Regions from separate parts of the Mus musculus genome. Here all the other regions are linked to region 1. Evidence: chromatin contacts called from public Hi-C and HiChIP or PLAC-seq data. All regions are on one chromosome and are shown on one strand. The core of a region is the stretch at or near the end of the contact, and the rest is flanking DNA. Distances in the headings are between cores, read along the strand shown.

Region 1 (3,159 bases), core at 559-3,058:
CAATCAGCAACTAAGAAAATGTCCTACAGCTGAATTTTATGGAAGTGCTTTCTCAATTGAGTTTCTCTTTTTTAGATGATTCTAGTTTGTGTCAAGCTGACCTAAAACTAGCCAGGACAAGGGCCTGATCCCTTCAGAAGTCCACAGTTTCTCTCAGAACTTCTTCAGCATCAAAATGGCACAAGGTGGCACATCACAGCCAGTGTGATGCTCTCAATCTCAGAATATAAAGCCCCAAAAACCTAGAGGACAAGACATGGGCAGGCTGCTCCTTTCCATTTGTTCGAGTTTGCTATTCTGTGGCTGTGACAAGCTCCATGACCAAAGGTCGTGGACCAAAGTCCACGATTGAGGAAGCCAAGCTGGAAACTCAAGGCAGGAACTGAGAGGCAGGGGAAGCACTGTTTGCTGGCCCACTCTCCCTCTGCCTAGCTTCCTTTTCTCTGTACCACAGGACCACCTTCCCAGGGTCCGTGTCATTCATAGTGATCTGGGCCCTTCTACATCAATCAATAAAATGCCCCCACAGACTTGCCTTATAGACCATCTGATGGAGTCAGTTCCTCAACTGAGAGCCTTGCAGGGCGTGTGACGGCAGTAAGCAAAGTCAGTCATTGCAGTGGGTGGGGACGAGAAAGACGATGACTTGATGACTTTAATGATCTGGATCTAATGTACTTTAGGTCATATTTCACATTCTTTCACAGAGTTGATGATTTTCAGCTCCTCCCCTCACGATGATTTTATATTAAGTTATTTAAAGTCTGCACCAAACGATGTTTTCTACAAGATGCCGTAGGGCAGTATTTAAAGGCTTCAAGTAACAGACTGGTTAAAATAAGCATTAACCATCCTTTTTGTTTATGTATGAGAAGTCCACTCTGTACTGCAGATGACTCAGAAAGAGGCAGGCCTTGGCTGGATTCCCTATCTGTAGGACGCTTTCTGCCTCCCAATCCGGGATGCATGTGAGTTTGGAAACCAGTGGATTCACTAGGAGTTTTTAAGCCCATGTAATGTGCTCACCTCACCAACATTCATGAGGCGTGAGGAGAAAAGGCTCCAGGAGGGGGTGAAGGGCTGGATTCTGCTTGAAGACAAAAGGGAATACCCAAGGAGAGAGGGGAGGGAAGGTTTCAAGATCATAGGCAGAGTCAGAACCTAGCCAGGCATAGGGCAAGTCACCGTTGGCTGTCACGTCAGCCTCCTTCTGGGTGACTGAAGACTGCAGATGGGAAATGGAAACCGTCCAGGTTATCAGGTGAGTGAGATCTATGTACAGGCAAGACTTTGACCTCACTGCCTAACTCCAAATATGATGATATTTCAGCCATTTTCCCTCAATACTGAGGGTTACAAGAGCTTGGGCTAATGTAATTTATGTTTCAACTAAACACTGAGACTGTAACTGGACAAACATCACACACACACACACACACACACACACACACACACACGCACACACACATTTGTATATACACATATTTATTTGAACTGATTAGTAAATTAAGTATGATTTAAAAGTATATTTAATTTTATTTTCCTTTGACATCCCCCCTTACCCTCCCCCCCCCCAGAGTAGCTGCTGGGGGTAGACCCCCAACATAACGAAAAACATTCCTCAATGTTCTGTGCACACTGCCTTTTATGGGCATGCTCAGGTTTCCAAGGCAAGGTGGCTTTGAATCAGTTGCAGGCCTCCTTTCATGTAGAAAACTGCTTAAAGATGTGATATTAGGGCCCAGGGAGACTGCAGAGAGAAGGGACAGTCATTTGCCAGTACTGTCCACTGGGTGGCACTGTTGCTCCACAGAGTGTCTCCATGGCGGGTCCCCAAGGACCAGGGCCAGGACCTACACAAAGGTAGGGAAGGTGTGTATGGTGAAGGGTTTATTAATGACTTTGCCTCCTCTGCGCAGCACTTTTGCGCATCTCCCCGGCCTCAGATCGTTCCTGGGCTCTCTCTGGACTGAGTGCCTGATTTGTTGTGGCCCAAACTGCTTTAGACAACAGCCAAGAAGGGCAGAGACTTCACGTGTGCACAGGCTGCAGTCCCGACGTCACTTAGAAGATTAAAAATAAATTGAAGCACATGTCACTTCAAAGGGGGCACAAAAAGGACATCGGCATGATTGGGCGCAGTAATGAGAAAGAGCTGTAGGTCCTTAGTTTGAACTGTACAGAAAAAAGGATTTTGAGGCTTATTCCCCACCCCTGTACTCCTTACATGAGAGTTAATATATTTTGATATTTAAGGCGCATTCGACACCATATGTGTGTGTGTGTGTGTGTGTGTGTGTGTGTGTGTATCTCCAATCTCTCTGTTTGGATTTGGACTCTGCCCTCGATCAGGGAGCCACATCAAGGAGCCAGGGAGACAAGAGTGTTCATCGGGGAAAGCCTGGGCCACACTGATGTACAAGCACAGAGCCCCTTGTCTGCAGAACCAACCCTACCGGTCCAGAAGGCTTTGTTGCCTACCTATCTATAATATCCATCCGGCTTGGTCTTTTGTCTCTAGGACCAGTCCCTGCAGCCTGGCCCCTCTCAGCCTGAGGTCCACGTTCACACATCAGGCATGTCTTGACTAATGGCGGCTGAGGCCCAATGACTCTCGTTTTTCATGAGTTGTCAGGAGTCTGAACACAGGGAGAGGGGGAGGGAGGGAGGGAAAAGAGGGAGGAGAAGGGGGAGGCGAGAGAAAAGGAAGGGGAGGTAGGAACGGGGAGACATAAAAAAGAGAGGAGGGAGGAGAGGAGGGGAGGGGAGGGAGGAGGGGAGGAGAGAGAGAGAAAAACAGGAGGGAGAGGAAGGAAGGAGAGGAGAAAGGGTTAGAGGTGAGATGAAACCTGAGTGGGGGTGGGGAGAGTGATAGAGGAGAGAGAGGAGGGGGAGGAGAGAGTGAGAAGGAGAGAAGAGAGAACACAGAGAGGGAGGTGGTGAGGAGAGAGAGACTGAGAGAGAGAGGTACTCAGAGGGAGAGGAGCATGGGCAGATGTCCTCATGAAAAATTTACAAGGAATAATCAGAGGTCCGTTCATTCCCTTTGGCGGGGAGGCCCCTAGGCTGTTTGCCCGGGCCACTGGGAGAAGGTGGGAAGAGCCCCCTCATTCTGCAGCAATCTGGCTCCGGTAGGGAAATGCCCCCATGCTTGGTGCA
Region 2 (3,365 bases), core at 71-2,570, 310 kb after region 1:
TTAGTATCATTGGCTGATTGTCAGGGATTATCGAGCAGATTTGATATCATGTGTGGTTCCTCCTAACTTCCTGTGTTATTCCAGGTCCATTGTGGAATGAACACACCTCTTTCTGGCATGAAATCAAATGCTTGCATTTGATGATATTTAATTATAATTATCATAGTAGTATTTAAGGAGTTTTAATACATACCACCTTTTCAAGCAGATACTTCAGGGCTGTGACGTGCTTGGGTTCATATTTCCCCAGTGCTCTCAGCATGTAGATTTTGAATGAATTTGCCCCGTTTTATATGTGATAAGTTTTTGGGTGGTATTTTACTGATGCTACTTTTTATTTCATTTTCTAATTTTAATGCAAGCACATAGAATTATCATTAATTGGTAGATGTTAGCACTGTTCTCAAATCTTGATAAACTTGCCATTGTTTCTCTAACATGTTTGTAGGTTCTTGTGATCATTCTCTAGCTAATCACACCATCTATGAAAAATGACAGTTTTCAATTTTGTACTTTTTCTCTTTCCAATATTCATGCCTTTTATTTATTTATTTGGTTCACTTAGCTAACTAAGACCACTAAGACAGTGTTTTATAGACATAGTGTCAGTAGATATACTTCATTATTCCCAATCTTTGAAGAAAAGAATTCCATCCCTATAGATTTTGGTTATCTATCTATCTATCTATCTATCTATCTATCTATCTATCTATCTATCATCTATCTATCCATCTGTCTGTCTATTTTCTGTTGACTTATTACCTAAATATCTCTGTATCTATCACCCATCATCTACATATATATGTATATATGTGCATATGTATATTTGTTTATATATATATGTGTGTATGTGTGTGTGTAGATATGTATGCATTCATGCATCTACTTATCTTCTATCTATCTACCTATCACCTATCTATATACCATCTATTTTGTTTTTCTACTTAGGAAAACCTATAATGATATAAACAATGCATCATATTTTACTAACAAATATAAATATATTCTAGTGCGTTTTAATCATTGATGAATTGTTTTATAAAAACACTTTGGATTCATTCAGAAATGATTAAAAGACAAGATGAATGCTGTTCCATATAACACCCTAATTCCATTAAGCTTTACTAGGTAGGAAACATGGACAGGGATTTAGAACTGCAGTGTGCAGTCTCAGGAACGCAGGAGCTTTCAGCTAAGTGGATGAATTGCAGGCAAGGCTCTGCCACTTCTCGTCAGAGATTGGTGACTCAGTGTCAGGGGGCACGGGTTTCTATGATCTGACCGCAGGATGACCTCCTTTTATGGAGGACAAGGTATTAAGCAAGGTCGTTCTCTCTGGAACCATAAAGGAATGTGTAGGGAAGATTGAGTTTTGCTTTGTTCTGAGCAGAGCCCTGTGCTTTTGCTAGTTGCTAGTTCTGAGCTTGTGAGCAGGCAGGAGTTGTTCTGTGCCCAGTGCTGGTGTTTCTTGAGCTTCTATTGTGCTGAGTTTCAAGAGCTTGTCCTGTGATATTCTAAGCTTGTTTAGTACATCATTGGCCCTGTTTACATTCAAGCAGATAAACACAGGTTTGTCAGCCCAGGGATTCTCAGTGAACCTTGCTGCAGTCACAGTGTTTCCTTGCCTCCTGTAATAAGCACTCCCATTAGAATGTTTATCTGATGGCTGTCATGAAGCCTACTTTCTAGAATGTGTATATTCAGTCATGGCAAGATTGCAGTTCAGATGCAGGTTCACACAGTCTTTAGATGAAGGTTTAGATTTTTCCATTTCTTCTTAGCTTCAGACTCAGGAGTTAAAGATATTTACACATGTCTATAAAGAGGTTATGAAGTTGTCACAAGTGTGTGCTATTTTCTTTATTTACAGCATCCAATTAGGCAAGTAATAAAACCCCCCATTTTTTCAAGCAAGGAAGCCAGGCTTATTGAGAAAAATAGCTTGTCCAATGTCATTCAACTCATAAGTAACAAAAATCATATTTAGATGTAAGCACATCGTATTCTAAAATTTATGCTTGTTTTCCAAAGGTCTTTCTAAGGGTATGGAATGGAACATTCTTCCAAACTTTACCTTTTTTCATGACCACCAAGACTGATGGTTATCACATCATTTCTTTTCTTTCTTTCTTTCTTTCTTTCTTTCTTTCTTTCTTTCTTTCTTTCTTTCTTTCTTTCTTTCTTTCTTTCTTTCTTCCTCCCTCCCTCCCCTCTCCTTCCCTCCCTCTTTCTTTCTTTCTCTCTTTCTTTCTTTCTTTCTTTCTTTCTTTCTTTCTTTCTTTCTTTCTTTCTTTCTTCCTTCCTTCCTTTCTTTCTCCCTCCCTCCCCCTCCCTCCCTCCCTCCCTCCCTCCCTTTCTTTCTTTCTTTCTTTCTTGCTTCTTTCTTTCTTTCTTTCTTTCTTTCTTTCTTTCTTCCTCCCTCCCTCCCCTCTCCTTCCCTCCCTCCCTCTTTCTTTCTTTCTTTCTTTCTTTCTTTCTTTCTTTCTTTCTTTCTTTCTTTCTTTCTTTCTTTCTTTCTTCCTCCCTCCCTCCCCTCTCCTTCCCTCCCTCTTTCTTTCTTTCTCTCTTTCTTTCTTTCTTTCTTTCTTTCTTTCTTTCTTTCTTTCTTTCTTTCTTTCTTTCTTTCTTTCTTTCTTTCTTTCTTTATCTTGCAGTTTACTCACTGACCATGCAACTCTGAGAAACAACAAAACAGGAAAGACAGAGACACTGAAGAGGTGTTAGTGAGTCTGCCCTCAGTACTGTCAGCCCTTGCCTTATAATGCTGCCGCCTTTCTGACACTCTCTAATGTCTTTGGTGGCCCTAGGATATGACGTTCTGAGTTACAGAGTCTCTGTCCCCCTCTCAAACCTCACAGTGAGGTACAGAACTCTCCATGTTTATCTTCATAACAGGTCTGTCTTCTAAAGCGGAGACCTGGGACTACTCTGTCCCTTTAACCAGAGTGTTATTAATGTAAACCCTGTTAGTAAGCTTAAAGGATCAATATAAGAGTTTCATATTAATGAAGCCAGTGCTGAAGCCAATGCTGAGAAATCCGAAAAGCACTGGTATTCACATGGTGGCCATTGTTCCTCCTACAGAAGTGAAGCCAGTTAGTTCTAGACCAGCTTGTGGTTCGAATCATGGTAATGGTGCCATGGGGAAACGGTTCTACCGACACCTGGTGCTCAGCCTTCACCAGGCTAAATAGCTCAGTTAATTACCAGATCAAAATGGGCTAGATTTTCTTTGTAAAGCAGCTCAGCAGTTTAACTGGGTTGTGGGAAAGGACTCTCTATGACATTAAATGACTTTCCTAAAAGCCAATTTCTCCACCAACTGCTCGTATTAGAATCAATTTCAGGACTCGTTCACAATGAGC
Region 3 (3,393 bases), core at 703-3,202, 370 kb after region 1:
ACCCTTGAACTTCAGTGTGTCCTGATGCATCCTGTAGAGACAAAGGTTTTTAAGATGTCATTTTATCATCTCAACTTGCTCTCAGAACTGAATGTTGTCTTCCAGTATCTTTTCAAAGGTGGGTGCTAGTTCTTAATAAAGAGGGCTTTCTGGCTCTGTGACAATTTCCATGTGAGTCTGATTTCTTCTACATGCTGACTGACACTGAGGTTGTCTCAAGACTTTTGAATATGTATTTTTATTTAAAATTAATAAACCTCATTTATTTTTAATGTGTCAATTCCATTTTTATTAATCATTTTAGCTACCATGGTTTTCATTGTGACATTCCATGTGTGTGTGATTAAATATGATGGTTATTCATTTTTATTCTGACCCTTCCCTGCAAAAGCTATTTTTACTTTATTAAAAAATTAAACAGAAAAAACAGAACTCCTGTATCCTAGTCCACACATAGCAACCCCATTGGAACCCTAAAATAAATTTCTAGCTTTCTTCTTTTAACTGCTTACCACACTGATATATTATTATTAAAGGTGCATAGCTTCCATTCTCGAGCCCATGTGTGATACTTTGTGTTGTATGTATTCTTCCAAGTGTACTCACATGTATCCATCATGATAGCAACCCACAGAATAGTTACTCTTCCCCAACACACTATGCAGATTCCATCTTTGTCCATTCTTTGCCCACATCCCCATGGTAACCACTGGCATTTTTACTTTCTCAACACTTTTGCACATCTAGACTATCTCATAATTTGGAATCATGCCACATAAATGGCTTTCTTCAATTTGTCTTATTTCACTTGGAAAAATGTGTTCGGAGTTTTTCCATGTCTTTTTATAGCTTGATAGACTTCTTTTTAGGTCTTAATAATATTCTGCCTGTTGGAATACATCATAGTTTATCCATTCACCTCCAGAAGTATATCTTGGTTGCTTTCAATTTTTAACAATGATGAATAAAGCTACAATAAACTTGGCATAAAAGTTTTTTGTTCTTTTGTTGTTGTTATTTTCATTGGGGGGGGCTCTTCATTTGTTTGTTTGGTGTGGATTCATGCTTTCAACTTATTTGGGTATGAAACATGTTTTCAAGAACTTCTCAAAAATGTATTGTGTGCTTTCTAGAAAGGTATGTATGATACCTGACCATCTGAGAAGAGTAAATGAGAGGACTGAGGGGTCATTCCCTGGGGTTCTCTGGATGCTCAGTTTTGCCACAGGCCTGAGAGAAGAGTCCAGCAGGTGTGATACATGGCTCATCTCAGTTCTGGGCGTGCAGGGTGGGATGAGAGTCTGAAAGTTCTCAAAACACCCGTGTCTTCCTAAACCTGGCAAGGACTCACCTGAGCATAGGAGACAACTGATCCAGCACAGAGGGTAGAACCCAAAGTCAGAGCTAAGAAGCCCTGCCCACAGCCTCAGGGTGCCTCTGCTCTCTTTCCTCACGAAGTCGTTTACTTTAGCTGGTCACATTTAGCATTCATACAGACTATATTTCATCAGACTATCACCCTGAAAGTAATTTTCCCTCAGTTGAATACCTCTGAATAAAATATTTCTATTTTATTCACCATGGGTGGTGGGGCAGGATTCTGGGTTTATAACAACCATCCATTCAGAAACACAAATTTTCTTCTCTTTTGTCCTGTGATTTGTGTCTATAAAACTTAAAATAGGGAAACTAAGAATGAGAGTCAACATCCCCATCAGGAATAAAGAGGAAAATGAAGGACTCCTGAACCCATGGAGGCTTTTGGGCACAATGGTGTAAATTAGAGAGAGACCACTGCCATTTAAATTACACGTGAAGATACCAGCACAGAGACCCAGTGCTCATCAGAGTGATGAATGCATCCCAACTTAGAAGCAGTCAGAGCCACTTTGAAAGATGAAGGCTGAGGCTGGAAATCGATTCTGTTGAGAAGACACACCTCTCAGTGGAGAGGGAATAAGCTGATATGGAGAATTCCTGTCTAAGCTCCAGCCTCGTAGTGTAAAGTGCACATTCGCACAGTGCTGATGCTGGCGTGAATACACAACTTCTGTCCCAGGGAAAAAGCAGACCTGCAGAGCAAGAACAGGGAGGAGAGACTGACAGACAGAAAACGTACATGCGCAGGTCATGGGTAAGGGGGATGTACGTAAGTTGCAGGTTTCCAACACAACTCAGGCCATCCAAAGCTCTGTACCACCCTTGTCTGTAGGATAATGGCAACATTGACAAACAGCACCCGTGAAGAGAACACGGGGCACAAACTCCGCGGTTTGCTTTTGTCTTCAACGGGGAACTGGACCCTGTGTCTTTATTTCTCCTGGCACGTGGCCCAGGCGGGCACCCTCCTGAGACCTTGGGGCTACTCACAAGACAGTGCACACCAGGAGCCACGCCCTTGCTCGCCTTTGCTACCGCAGCTGCTGCAGCAGCCGGGTCCAGCAAGGCTGCCTGCACTGTGGTTGCTTAAGATTTCATGCCTCCAGGTGCTGCATGGGTTATTCATGAAGGCTGCAGAGCTGTCGCCATGGGAGCCAATTGGCTGCGGTGCTTTTAGCATATTAATAACCTCCCCTGATTTAGTGCTGGGCGGGGCAGCCACCTGCACCTATAGTAGACAGCGAGTGATTGGCTTTTCGGTTTGCAGAACCCTACTTGTTATTTCTTTCCTGAGGGGCCAGAAAGAATATTTACAAATGAATCCAGGAAAGCTGGAAGCCAGGGAGCCTCAAAGAACTCAGACTCTATGGATTCTCTCTTAGGGTTGGGGTCCTTCTTCCGTTCAGGCTTCTCCCTCTCTTCACCAACAATGGGGGCCAGGAAAAAAGCTATGAGACTACAGATACTACATCAGAGGACCAGGTGATGGAAAGCTTCCTCACCAAGAGAGATAGAGGCTGGTGAATCCTGCTTAGTGGCAAGGCATTCTATACATGTTCATTCTAACCATTGTCCATGTGGGCCAGGGAAACAGGATGCTGCTTTAAGGTCATGACCTTGGAACAAAAAGGGTCAAGTTGCAGGACCTGTACAAACAAGTTGTCAGTCTGATGGGGAATTAAGTGCTCCCCAAAAGGAGGAAATTTGTATGCATAGGCCAGGAAAAGGGCTAGGACCCCAAAGGTGAAGCACATCCAGGATGGCAAGACAGGGTGGAGGTGTCGTGTTCAGTCAAACACATGTGTGTGGAGTGCAGGATAATGTGTGGTATCATCACCATCATCGCCACCACCATCATCATCTGTACAGCGTAACCTTGTCAGACTCTTTGTGGCCTAAAGATGTCATAGTGAATGATTGATCTTTCAAACGTCATTACCCACAGTGTAGGGAGCCTGCTCTAGAGCAATGTAAGGAAATAGTTGCCTTTCCCTTTAGCAAAGGAAGTTGAAG

The links. A called contact is a pair of places that touch in the nucleus more often than the background predicts. HiChIP or PLAC-seq counts read pairs in DNA pulled down with a chosen protein or histone mark.
Region 2: a Hi-C map of stem cell-derived motor neurons shows a contact between it and region 1, with 8 times the contacts expected there. The contact joins two enhancer-like sites. A contact is called at or near these places in 2 of 484 Hi-C or Micro-C datasets (the N1E-115 cell line and stem cell-derived motor neurons) and 2 of 115 datasets of contacts at active chromatin or transcription factors (differentiating embryonic stem cells and embryonic forebrain).
Region 3: a contact with region 1 is called in an H3K4me3 HiChIP or PLAC-seq map of embryonic forebrain, with 4 times the contacts expected there. The contact joins two enhancer-like sites. A contact is called at or near these places in 4 of 115 datasets of contacts at active chromatin or transcription factors (embryonic basal ganglia, embryonic forebrain, embryonic midbrain and 1 more).

The regions. Positions count from the first base shown.
Region 1 is chr12:26,531,348-26,534,506 of GRCm38.p6, forward strand. No RefSeq gene overlaps it. Among named protein-coding and RNA genes, the nearest start is that of Cmpk2, 64 kb to the left of the region's middle. Within about 2 kb of position 1,809, at least 45 of the 459 cell types and tissues checked have an H3K27ac peak or open chromatin away from gene starts, as enhancers often do. A contact at or near this core is called in embryonic forebrain and stem cell-derived motor neurons, where this site is marked.
Region 2 is chr12:26,841,626-26,844,990 of GRCm38.p6, forward strand. No RefSeq gene overlaps it. Among named protein-coding and RNA genes, the nearest start is that of 4933409F18Rik, 8.8 kb to the left of the region's middle. Within about 2 kb of position 1,321, at least 13 of the 459 cell types and tissues checked have an H3K27ac peak or open chromatin away from gene starts, as enhancers often do. A contact at or near this core is called in stem cell-derived motor neurons, where this site is marked.
Region 3 is chr12:26,901,264-26,904,656 of GRCm38.p6, forward strand. No RefSeq gene overlaps it. Among named protein-coding and RNA genes, the nearest start is that of Gm30290, 25 kb to the left of the region's middle. Within about 2 kb of position 1,953, at least 48 of the 459 cell types and tissues checked have an H3K27ac peak or open chromatin away from gene starts, as enhancers often do. A contact at or near this core is called in embryonic forebrain, where this site is marked.